2 separate regions of the Pan troglodytes genome follow, and region 2 is linked to region 1. The links are chromatin contacts, called in public Hi-C maps. All regions are on one chromosome and are shown on one strand. The core of a region is the stretch at or near the end of the contact, and the rest is flanking DNA. Distances in the headings are between cores, read along the strand shown.

Region 1 (6,171 bases), core at 1,344-3,843:
AGCATGCCAGGATAACTCTGGCTTTCTAGATAGAAAAGAAAACACATTTCACTTAATGGTATGATTAACTCAAACAAATAGATATATTTCTTCCAAATGAAAAATCAGGCTAAATTTTAGTAGAAGTCTATTTTGGCTTGACTGATCATTTACATCAGCCTTAACAAGGACATGGGTCAGTACACCTGAGGCTGAAATCCTTTTTGGTGATGAGGAACCCATGGTTTAAATAAGCAATATAAATATTTGTTTCCACTCCCTTGCACACAATTTAAAAATCCATCCAAATGATATTGACACAGCTTAACTTTAAACAAATCCCAAGAAGGGAGTCATGGATCTTAATAAAGAGAAAACCATCACTAGGGCTCTCATACTTGGCTTCTAATACTAATGAGTTACAAGGCTCTCAAATTCTACTCTATTATTCACTAATAAGAACACAGACCAAATTCTGCATCAGTTTTATAATCAGACGACAGTGCATCATTGTGTTAAATCCTCTGGAGCACGTACAATTACCAGGCAGTTAGGGAAACACAAAACTTGGAGAAAGGATATTTCTGTATTGAAGTTGATGCTTTGGGTTTCAAAACCTACACGTTCCACTCCTTCTCTGAAGCCAACTGTGATCAAGGGTCCTGCAGATCAGCAACACACAAGACACAACTAATGTGCCTGTGAGTCCAGAGCTCCAGCAGCCACTGGTCCTGGACCCCAAGAAAATAAAAAGGTTTCCACGCACCGGAGGACCAAAGGTTTTTACTGCTTAAAATATGCTCTTTACTGTTTATGAAAGTCCCCTTCATTAAATTCTTAAAAAGCCCAACTTACTCATTCAACTCACTTGTTCCCAAACGCAGAGACCTATTTTGCAAAAACCAAGTTTAAGACCAAAGAGCAGGCTTTTTTATTAAAGAAAAAGAAAGCCCACCGCCCCCACTGCATGTGGACCTTAATGAAACTAATCTAATAAACACTAGAAAGAAGGTGTGCAAATGGGCCAGCATTTGCCGTCTATCCACCTGTGTCACCCAGGTAATAAAGGTGATCCTGGTTGTAAACCCCTGTGACAGCGTGCCGGGTTCGGCCCCACGCCGGACCCCCGACTCCGATCCACAGATGCTCTCCGTGAGGGGTTCCTCTGGGCTTAGAACGCCCCCGCGCGCGCGTGCAGGCACACACGCGCACACACTCACACGCTTGCTCGCACACCGCCAGTGCCTCTCCTTCCCACCTGGGACCCCCGGGCAGCCGGGCTGGATGAACAAGTTGCAGCTGGCCGCGGCGCTCCGCTAGGGGGCCGAGGGTGGGGAGGGGGAGCCCAGCGGGGCGCAGGGCCGTGGCCAGGGCCTGGGGACCTGCCCGCTTCCCTCCGCGGCCGCCAAGCCCTACCGCTGGGACCGGCGAGGAACTCCCCCCGGCCTCTCCGCAGACGCTGCACGACCGCGGGGACCTACCAGGGTCGCCAGCCGCGCCGGGCAGGGGGCGACAGGGAGGGCAGGGCACCGGGAGATCGCCGCCGCCGGAGCGGCCGCCAGGTCCCGGCGATCGCTGCGGGCGCAGCCGAACACCGACGGCCTGGGCCCGGCCGCTGCTCGGGGTCGGCGGGGACCGCGCAGTGCCTACGCCAGGCGGCCCGGCGGCTGCAACTGGGAACTTCAAGCAAAGTTTTCTGCTGTTCCTTTTGCAGCCGGCCAGGGACTCAAGAGTGCAAGCCGCCCAACCTTGAGCACTAGCCCAGGCCGCGGAGGGACGGCGGCCGAGCTGGCAGTCCCGGCTGGGGAGCTCGCCCTCGGGGTCCGTCCGCTCCGCCCGCCCGAGGACTGGGTGCCTGCCAGCCCCACGGCCCCTCGCCCAGCGCCCGGCTCACAGGCAGAAGCGGTGTCCGGCCCGCCGCGCCCCCCGCCCGGCCCCGACGCCAGCCTTAGGGCTCTACTTCCAGGGAGCTGTCGGCGTCCCGGGCGTCCCGCGCCGGCCCGCGCGCCTCGGGGGCGGCAGAGGCAGTCCCGCTTACCTGAGAACGTCTCGCCCGCCGCAGTTAGCAAAAGTCCGGCCAAAGTCGCCAGGCAAGTCCCAAGTCTCCTCATGGTGCTGAGTGCGCGCCGGGCCGCTCCCCGGCGGCGGTGGGTGGGCGCGCGAGGGCGGAGGGGGCCGGGAGGTTTGGTTCCGAGGCAGCGAGGAGAGACGAGTAAACAGCAGAGCGCTAAGCCAAGCCCCCAAAGTGCCAACAGTTGCAGAAGTCCGAACTCCAGCGGCTCCAGGGGCGCGGGCACAGGGTCCTGGGTCCTCCTCCCCCGTCCCTGGCCCCACTCGGCGTCTGGCGCCGCTGTCAGAGGGAGCGGAGGGCGAGCCCGCGGAGCCAAAATCTTCCCTCGGTTCCGGTGGCTGAGCTCGCCGCCTCTCGCCTTCCCCTGCCCGGGACCCGGGACCCGAGCTGCCGGCCGTGGCCGTGGCGGTGGCCGTGGCCGTGGCCGCGCGCGTCCCGCCCGCCGCCTCTCCACAGGCAGCCCCAAGCCCAGCCCCGGGCGGCGGCGCGCCGATGACCGAGCCCGCGCCGGCTGCGCGCGGGGCTCTTGCTCCCCGACTGACTGGCGGTGCCCCGCAGGCCGGCTGAAGGGAGCGCTCACGTCACGGCCGCCGCCGCGGCCCGCTAGAGGGCGTGAGCGCCCGCGCCCCGCCGGCCCGCGCCCGAGCGCCTCCGGGAGCTCGGCTGGGGGCGGCCCCGCGGCCACCGCCACTACCGCCGCCGAAGCGGGCGTCAGCCGCGCGGGGAGGAGCGGCCACCGGGCTCCCCCCGCCCACCTCCTCGCCCCGGCCGCGTCTTCTATTTTGGTAGCTGGCTCTGGGGAGGGTGACTGTGGAAGAGGCTGCGCCGCCGCCAGAAGTTTGTCCCGGGTCACGAGCCGCGAGTAGTTTGTGAGCGCGGCCGGGCGGGACCAGCGGCCTGCGACCCCGCGGGCGCGGCCAGGCGGCTTCGAGCCTGGCGCCGGACGGCGATGTCACCGCACAGGGCCAGCTGCACCCGGAGTCGCCGGGCCTGCGCTGCTCGGCGGCTGCGGGAAAAGCGAGCAAGGAGATCGCTGAGGCTCCGGAGGGCTGCGAGCTTCTCTACGCCGCGGGCGGAGCGAAGTTGGCGGGCGCCGGGAGATGGCGCGGGAGCCGGGAGCGCCGAGCCCCGCGATCGCCAGCCCGCTCCCGGCCGGGCCCGCCGGGTACACGCCGCTGGCCCCGAGCACTGGCGCCCGGGAAGCAGGGCGCGCTTCTGCTGTTCTGCCTCCTCATCATGCCTCGGTGTCCCGTGTGGGCCCGAAGCGAGCCGCAGGCAGTACACGGAAGGCGGTGGTCACACCAAAACCAGGGTTTGGACATAACCCGTGGTTTCTGTATCTGGTGCAAAGTGCCGAGAAACAGGGGAGAAAGAGAAGTGGGGAATCGAGTAATGTCTTGAAATATTTTAGTTTTACGATTTTGGGTCTGAGTGAATTAAACCTTACAATGCTTCAGCAAAAAATAATTTTTTTATTTTAATTGTAAATTTTTTTGTAAGTGATCCTTCTATCTTCCAGGGAATAAGCACATTGAGCCAGCACCAACCAGACAGCTGTAAGCTCCTGGCCTAGCTAACTGAACGCAATAGAAGGCTTGGGAAGAGGTTAAATTAGGAACCAAAGTAACTGAGTGACAGGGTTCTAGCAATGATTCTGGCTAGAAGGCAAACCGGTGATACAGAGGCACCCAGGAGCTCTCCTGCATTTTTTCCACAAGAGGGGTCCTCTGCTTAGTGCTCACTGCTTTCTAGTGCTTATAAACACGTAAAAAATAAATGGATTCCACACTCATCTTGACCCTGTTCTCCACTGTACACCAGAACCAAGAAAGATACAGCTGTCATCCTCCCAAGGCAAATTTGGGGACTAGAAGACTTGCCTTTAGTGTAGCAACCAACACTCCTCTTACTTCAGGAAGTGCACTTACTAGATACTTACCAGACCTGCTCTTTAGAAGTCTCTATATTAATCATTTACTTGTTAATATGAGCTTACATTGTCCTGCCACTTCTCCCAACTATGTGCTTATGGAACCTTATCTTTAATTGTGAAATGAACATTGAAATCTCAGAAAGGAAGCAATGTCTTCAAGATCAGCTAGTGAGGATGGTCAAATCTGCAACCTGGGCTTTCCATTTTGATGTACTTGTGTTCTATACTGCAGTTCAAATTTGCTTTTAAAAAAAATAGTAATAGGCTTTCTAATGGAGTTTTTCTGCTAGTGGGAGGACAGAGGTGGAAGCTAGGGAGATAAAAGTTGATCTAATCACTTTGCTTCAGAGTAACTTCTTTAAATTAGGTGAAGTTAATATTAGGGTAGGATTTCATTTGCAAAGTATTTTATTCTTTCAGCAAATATCTTCTGAGTCAATACCATATGTCAGGCGCTGTGCTAAGTACTGGAGGTTGTCTTAGGCTGGGCTCCCTCAGAAACAGACCTGGAGGTTAGGATTTAACTATAAGTGGTTTTGAATTGGGGAAGTGATCCCAGAAAGCATCATAAGCAAGGTGAGACAGCAAGACAGAGAAGAAAAAAAAAAGCAGACATCGATACGAGATGTGTCAATAAGCAGGTTACCACTATGGGCAAGGGAAACTCAATCCCCCGGTGGGGGAACGATGAGGAGTGGGATGGAAGAGGAAAGGGCCACTCTACGGACCTGCCACTGAGGCATTAGACAGAAATCCCTGCCAGTACTCCAACTGCTGCTGCCACAGGACTCCTCTTGGGAACCTCTACAAACCCTGTCCCTTCCGCCTGTTACTTAAAGCTTAGTGGGAGGGTCTGTAAATTTCTATTACCCCTGTTCTCTATCTTTACAATGTTGACTCTACCCTTTGCAGCCTTCCATCCACATTTCATAGGGTGGTGGGATTTTTGCCAGCAGCTTCTGCCCTCTCAATTCATGACAACTACTGTTAGTTTACTCCCTCTTACAGGTAACTGGTCAGAGCAGCCTTTGAGCCTAAATGGAAGTCCTCTGCTGAAATGGATGGATTGGGCTTCCTCTAAGGAAGGGATGCTGTAGGAATCCTCCCAGTGGGACATTTGCTTTGACTTGTTTTTTCAGCAGTAGAGATTTAGTTTTAACCACATTTCACTCCTGACTCCCTGAGGACAATAGTGACATTTGCAGAATGGCTGCTCAGAGTTAGGGGTGCTGTCAGGCCAGCCCCTGACATTGGTAGGCTTGGGCAAGAGTACAAATGCATAGCCACTTACCATATGCCTAATATTTCAAAGTTATTAATTAAGCTAGCAAACTACTATGTATATTCCTACCTTGACACATATAACAATAAAATTGAAAGATAAAACCTACAGATTTTATATGACAAAAAGCAAAATATCAGCAACTGAATTATGCATATCTGCTAGACATTATACATATCTAGATTTTCTTTGATAGGCTATATGGATAAGTAATAAAGATACATGACTCATATATATTCTATAAAATTGATATTTCTCTTTAGTAAAATCACTGTGTTGTTATAATCGAGATTTTCACTTAATTTGTGTTCCATGGACAGCAGTGATTGACAGCTTTGCTGTTCTGTATGGTAGCACCTAACAGCATTTCAGGTGTTCTGTTCCTCAGTGACACTAGCTACATTTCAAATGCTCAGTAGCTTCATGTGGCTAGAGCTACTGTATTGTACAACATGGAGAGAAAACAAGTCCATCATCATAGAAAGCACTATTGAACAACGTTGATCTAAAAGATTCATCTATTCAGGCCCCATGTGGTGGCTCACACCTGTAATCCCAGAGACTCAAGAGGCAGAGGCCAGAGGATCACTTGAGGCCAGGATTTCTAGACCAGCTTGGACAACATGGCAAGATCCTGTCACTACAAAACAATTTTTTAAATAGTCAAACATGGTGGTTTATCCCTGTAGTCCCACCTACTCAGGAGGCTGAGGCTGGAGGATCATTTGACCCTAGGAGTTTGAGGTTGCAATGAGCTGTGCACTCTACACTCCATCTGGGTAAAGAATGAAATCCCAATTCTAAAAAATAAATAAATAAAGGATTAATGTAGTCAAATCATACAAAATGTTTGTACTTACACCACAAATGTAAATTCCTTTTTTTATTTCAGAAAATTAGAATTAC
Region 2 (6,171 bases), core at 1,897-4,396, 300 kb after region 1:
TATTTATCTAAATCTAACTTTGGTCATCAAGAAATGTATAGAATATGGTCTCCTGAGCTTCTTAAAACTTGTCTACCTAGTAAATGTGGTAAAATAAGACTAACCCTGTTGAATAAAGTGACTTTATGGTGGGGTATGCCTTTTTGTCTATATTTCCTCCCATCCTCAGAATGAATATGGGTTTGCTCAGGAAAACAAAGACCATTCTAGTTAGGTCAAGCAGGAAGGGATTTCATGGAGGGGCCTGGGTGCTTATCACACTATTGGAAGTCTAAAGGAGCAACAATCTAGGGGCCACCATGACATTCAGGTTTGCTGTTAGAGTTAAGAGTTGATGTTGCCTAGAGTGGATGAAACTAGAGACAATTGCTACAGAGTTCACAGACCCTCTGTAGACATGACATAAACAAGATGTCGAGGCTGAGGCTGCTGAATAACTCCTGTCTGGCGAGAGCATGACCATAACTTCCAGAGAAAGAGACAAAACAAGGCTTCTGTCACGCTTCCACTTTCCAAATATCAAGTGAGTTTATCTCATTGATAGGATTAAAGATGTATGCAAAGCACCTGTAGCAAGGGAGAAGGGGAAATGTCGTTTTCAAGCTTCTGGGCTGTGAAGCATAAGAAAAAGCAGAAGGCAATATATTGCCAAAGATAAACCAGACATAACCTTCATCTTAAATATTTCTGGTCTGGTGGCCAGGCGCGGTGGCTCACGCCTGTAATCTCAGCACTTTGGGAGGCCGAGGTGGGAGGATCACGAGGTCAGGAGATCGACACCACGGTGAAACCCTGTCTCTACTAAAAATACAAAAAATTAGCTGGGCGTGGTGGCGGGCACCTGTAGTCCCAGCTACTTGGGAGGCTGAGGCAGGAGAGTGGTGTGAACCTGGAAGGCGGAGCTTGCAGTGAGCCAAGATGGTGCCACTGCACTCCAGCCTGGAAGACAGAGGGAGACTCTGTCTCAAAAAAAAAAAATTCTGGTCTGGTATCTTTCCTTCACCAACCACCCACCTTCCTGTCTCTCTCAGCCACTGTAGGCTTCAGGTTGGTCTTGCCCATTGTTGCTTGTTGTCCAATGCGTTTCCTAGATAAAAGGCAGTGGCCACGTAGTCTTCAGAATAATTTCCCATTCACTTCCGTTTTCTCTCCTTTGGACCTCAACCTTCCCAATCCCTTCTACCTCTACTTTCCCCAAATTTAGAAAAAATGCAGGCCAGGTGTGGTGGCTTACGCTTGTAATCCTAGCAACTTGGGAGGTCAAGGCAGTTGGATCACCTGAGGTCAGGAGTTCGAGACCAGCCTGGCCAACATGGTGAAACCCTGTCTCAACTAAATATACAAAAATTAGCTAGGAAACCCTGTCTCTACTAAAAATACAAAAATTAGCTGGGCGTGGTTGTGGGCACCTGTAATCCCAGGCTGAGGCAGGGGAATCGCTTGAACCCAGGAGGCGGAGGTTGCAGTGAGCCGAGATTGTGCCATTGCACTCCACCCTGGGCAACAGAGTGAGATTCCATCTCAAAAAAATAAAGAAAAAATGCAGGCCAGCCTCGGTGGCTCACGCCTGTAATCCCAGCACTTTGGGAGGCTGAGGTGGGTGGATCACCTGAGGTCAGGAGTTCAAGACCAGCCTGGCAAACATGGCGAAACTCCGTCTCTACTAAAAATACAAAAATTAGTTGGGGATGGTGGCACAGGCCTGTAATCCCAGCTACTTGGGAGGCTGAGGCACCCAGGAGGCGGAGGCTGCAGTGAGCCAAGATCATGCCACTGCACTCCAGCCTAGGTGACAGAGAAAGACTGTCTCTAAAAAAAAGAAAGAAAAAGAAAAGAAAAAAATGCATAAGTAAACATCCTATCAAAGAATGGAAATGCCAATACCTATGAAATTGATTAGATTTAACAAGGAAGATGTTACCATCATGATGAAAGCTGTTGAAAAGCATAGTAGCTAGGTCTAGTTTAAAAGTGCATTAATTCAACGCAACATGTACATTTTCATGCAACAAAAGACCCACAGTGGCATTCTGACATGCTTCCCTCCCCTTGGATCCAATTTGTATGAAAAGTAAAACCATACTAAGAGACCATGAGGATGTCATGGGTGCGGGGGCTGTGACTAGATAGAGTGAGGAAATTTTATAAGGAACTTCTGGCAAAAGAGAGGAAATAAGCTGTGCTATGGTGTGACCTTTAGTGAAATTTTATGTCACATTTGAGCAATAAAAGGAAATGAGTCAACCGACTCCCTTCTCCCGTCTAGGCTGGGAGCCATGTGCTGAGGACCAATACTCCAGTCCCACTCGCTCCCTCTCCCGCCACTGCTAGGCTGGGTCGCAGCCCAGGGGGGTGAGAATGCGGTTCTGTGAGTGTGCCAGGGACTCAACTATTGTCTCAGGGCTCCAAATCCCGTCCGCGCTCTGCCCTCTGAGGGTGGGGTTGAACTGTGAGACACATCCTTGCTGTGCCTCCAGCTTCCTGTCAGGCTGTGCCAGTGGAAGGTGCTAGAAGGAACTGGTAAGGAGGGGAGCAAGTAGGGACTTGATTTTCCTGTCCATTCCCCATTCTTGAGTGTTCACACTCCCTCCCAGCCGTGTCAGTCCCTCACCATAGCAGCAGCTGAATCCAGTTTGCAGTGTTCCTAACACTCACAGAACCAACCTCATCACACACACCCGGAGACCAGCAGCAGCTGAGCAGCTCTGCGGGCCCCTGAGCTTTTAGGTCCTGGTGTCTCCAGCCTCAGGGGTGGCAGCCGCTCCCTGCTGTTACCTCCTCCCTGGCATCCACCATTATCCTTTTGTTTTTTTAGTTCCCCAGCTTCAACCGAATGCATGGTTTACAATTCTTTATTATTACATTGTCTCTCTTCAGATAACTGGTGTGGCTTCTGTTCCCTGGCTGAACGCTGGCTGATACCATAAACAAAATGGAGTTTTTGGAATAGTGGAGGCTTTGCATGAGTATTTGCTGAATGAATGAGTGAGTGAAGGAGTGAGTGAGCCAGTGCTCCCACTGCTGTCTGTAGCTGTCCATGCCCTTTGCACCTCGCAGGAGGAAACCAAGGCGCAGCTTAGAGCCCTCAGCCTCAGACTCAGCCTCCCTCGCCTTGTTGCCGCGACTTTCATCCAGCTTTGGGGCTCCCTCCTGTGGGCTCTGCTGGTCTCAGACAGGGCAGCAGACACAGTCTGGGCACCCCAGGGTAAACATAGCCCCGGCCAGATGCGCCCTTGTGTCTGCACGAGGCCACTTGGAGCTAACGGGGAGGGCCAGTCGAGCTCTGCGTGTAAAACACAGCGTTTCTGTTGTTTCTGCCAGGCCTTCACATACAGCTCCCAAACTCCGGCAAATCTCAAACGTAAATACCCTGCTCTAGGAAAGAAAGTAGCCAGGGGGAGAAGCCTGGTTGACTATTACCCAATTGAAGTCCCACAGTAGGAAGTAAATGAACCTGATTAAAGAAAATGGAGTACATTTCTGGCTTGGCAGAGAAAAAAATATATAAATAAATTTTTATATGGGCCTGAAATTTTCCCTTGTTACTTACTTAGGAGCTGGAATCCTAAAACGAGAGTGCCACCTGCTGACCATCGTCAGACTCCGACCCGAACATCTCGGGTATTTCAAGGCAGGTGCCCTGAGTGGCACAATGGGGCCCAAAGCATTCTATGTGAACACCTCACAAAGGATTCTAGGCGTGACTGCCGTGGCCATGTAGTTTCCACAAGGTGTTTGGCCCTGCCCAGAGTATGTGGACTTGTTACCTGTCCAGCACCAGGCACTCCTCTGTAAAAGTGCCTCTGTGAGGCCGGGCCCGGTGGCTCACGCCTGTAATCCCAGCACTTTGGGAGGCCCAGGCGGGCAGATCACCTGAGATCAGGAGTGGGAGACCAGCCTGGCCAACATGGTGAAACACTGACTCTACTAAAAATACAAAAATTAGCCGGCATCGTGGGGTGCGCCTGTAATCCCAGCTACCCAGGAGGCTGAGGCAGGAGAATCACTGGAATCCGGGAGGCAGAGGCTGCAGTGAGCCAAGATCGCACCACTGCACTCCAGCCAGGGCGACAGAGCAAGACTCTGAAAGAAAAAAAAAAAAAAGGCCAGGCACGATGGCTCACGCCTATAATCCCAGCACTTTGGGAGGCCGAGACGTGTGGATCACGAGGTCAGGAGATCGAGACCATCCTGTCTAAAATGGTGAAACCCCGTCTCTACTAAAAATACAAAAAATTAGCCAGCGTCGTGGCAGGTGCCTGTAATCCCAGCTACCCAGGAGGCTGAGGCAGGAGAATCGCTGGAACCCAGGAGGCAGAGGCTGCAGTGAGCCGAGATCGCACCACTGCACTCCAGCCAGGGCAACAGAGCAAGACTCCGGAAAAAAAAGAAAAAAAAAGTGCCTCCGTGGAACATCTGGAGTATCCCTGCTTTCTGACAAAACTCTTGGCAGATGAAACTGAAACGGCACAGTTCATGTGTGGAAATAAGTGATTATGGCTTTGGATTAGATACAATAAGTAGATGAAAGAACCTGTGCCAGGGAACCATAGTGTGGTAGAGCCAGAAGGAAGCCTTCGAATATTCTTTGTGAGAAAGCCATAGTGAGCCTTATTTTTCAAAATAATTTCAACCTTTATTTTATACGCAAGGGGTACAAGTGCAGGTTTGTTACCTGGGTATATTGTGTGATGCTGAGGTTTGGAGTATGAATGATCCCATTACCCAGGGACTGAGCACAGTGCCCATTAGGTAGTTTCTCAGTCATTACCCCCTTCTGTCCCTCCCCACTCTTGCAGTCCCCAGTGTTGACTGTTCCCTTCTTTATGTCCATGAGTACTCAATGTTTGGCTCCCACTTATTATTTTTCTTTTTTTTTTGAGACTGAGTGTCACTCTGTCACCCAAGCTGGAGTGCAATGGACCCATAGCTCACTGCAACCTCTACCTCCCGATTTTAAGCGATTATCCTGCCTCAGCCTCCTGAGTAGCTGGGACTACAGGCGCCCACCACCACGCCCAGTTAATGTATGTATTTTTAGTAGAGATGGGGTTTCACTGTGTTGGCCAGGCTGATCTCGAACTCCTGACCTCAAGTGATCCACCTGCCTCAGCCTCCCAAAATGCTGGGATTGCAGGCGTGAGCCACCGCGCCTGGCCTTGGCTCCCACTTATAAGTGAGAACATGTGGTATTTGCTTCCCTGTTTCTGCATTAATTTGCTTAGGATAATGGCCTCCAGCTGCATCCATGTTGCTACAAAGGACATGATTTTGTTCTCTTTATGGCTATATAGTATTCCACAGTGTATATGTACACATTCCACATTTTTTTAAATCCTATCCATTGTGAATGACCATCTGGCTTGATTCCATGTCTTTGATATTGTGGATAGTGACCATGAATCTTATGAATGAGGGCAGTGGTTGACAGTTTGTAGTTGCCATTTTAGGGTATTGGAAAGGATGGTCCCATGTAAGAGCTTTGAAACTACTGGTGATGATGAGGATGATGATGATGGTGATAATAAATAGTGCTTGTTAGCCCCCTCCCTGAGGGGAGGTGAGACACATTTCCCAGTCAGTTTCCGAAACCCCCAATAAAAAATGTAGTATTTCTAGACAAAATTAAATGAGGACTAAAATGCAAATATGCCACAGAACAGAAAAAAACATAGACTCATTTGTGTAACTCCAAAGAGCAAAGGGTTTGCAATTAAATGACTTCCTGAAACAAGTTTTGGAGTGGTGCATGTGTGTGAGGACTGTCTGGCCTGGGTGAGCTAGAGATGAAAACCTGAAAAGGAATCGGGGGTGGGGATTTATTCCAAAGGCCAAAGGAAACACAAAAGGCTGGAGCGGCGCTTGACAGAGTCCTCCTGGCCATGACGTGATCACCATGGCTGATCTCAGATACATGCCGTGGGACGCTGGAACATGACTTCGCTTTCCTGCCAACTCAGCTCTTCTGCTGCCTGGCCTGGGAGAGTGTGAGGAGGGGTCTGTGAAAGCCACAGTCTTGCTTACAAACCAATAATACATAGACTCTCCAGGGTAACATAATACCATGGTCTCCAAAGTATAGGATCATTGTCTGTTAAGTTTTCTTTTCAACTTTTTACTGCTTTATATTTATTTCATGTGGAACTTATTCAGTATTGACATTGTTTGGAC

What was found. A called contact is a pair of places that touch in the nucleus more often than the background predicts.
Region 2: a contact with region 1 is called in a Hi-C map of induced pluripotent stem cells, with 2.0 times the contacts expected there. The contact joins the enhancer-like site here to the promoter of PTPRM in region 1. A contact is called at or near these places in 3 of 7 Hi-C or Micro-C datasets (induced pluripotent stem cells and stem cell-derived neural progenitor cells), 1 of 1 datasets of contacts at active chromatin or transcription factors (stem cell-derived excitatory neurons) and 1 of 1 other capture datasets (stem cell-derived neural stem cells).

The regions. Positions count from the first base shown.
Region 1 is chr17:23,323,101-23,329,271 of NHGRI_mPanTro3-v2.0_pri, forward strand. PTPRM (protein tyrosine phosphatase receptor type M) reads right to left here and starts at 2,594. Exons shown (of 31, transcript XM_512029.7): 1 at 2,018-2,594. The coding sequence starts at 2,090.
Region 2 is chr17:23,618,280-23,624,450 of NHGRI_mPanTro3-v2.0_pri, forward strand. No RefSeq gene overlaps it. Among named protein-coding and RNA genes, the nearest start is that of LRRC30, 42 kb to the right of the region's middle. Within about 2 kb of position 3,147, at least 11 of the 24 cell types and tissues checked have an H3K27ac peak or open chromatin away from gene starts, as enhancers often do. A contact at or near this core is called in induced pluripotent stem cells and stem cell-derived neural stem cells, where this site is marked.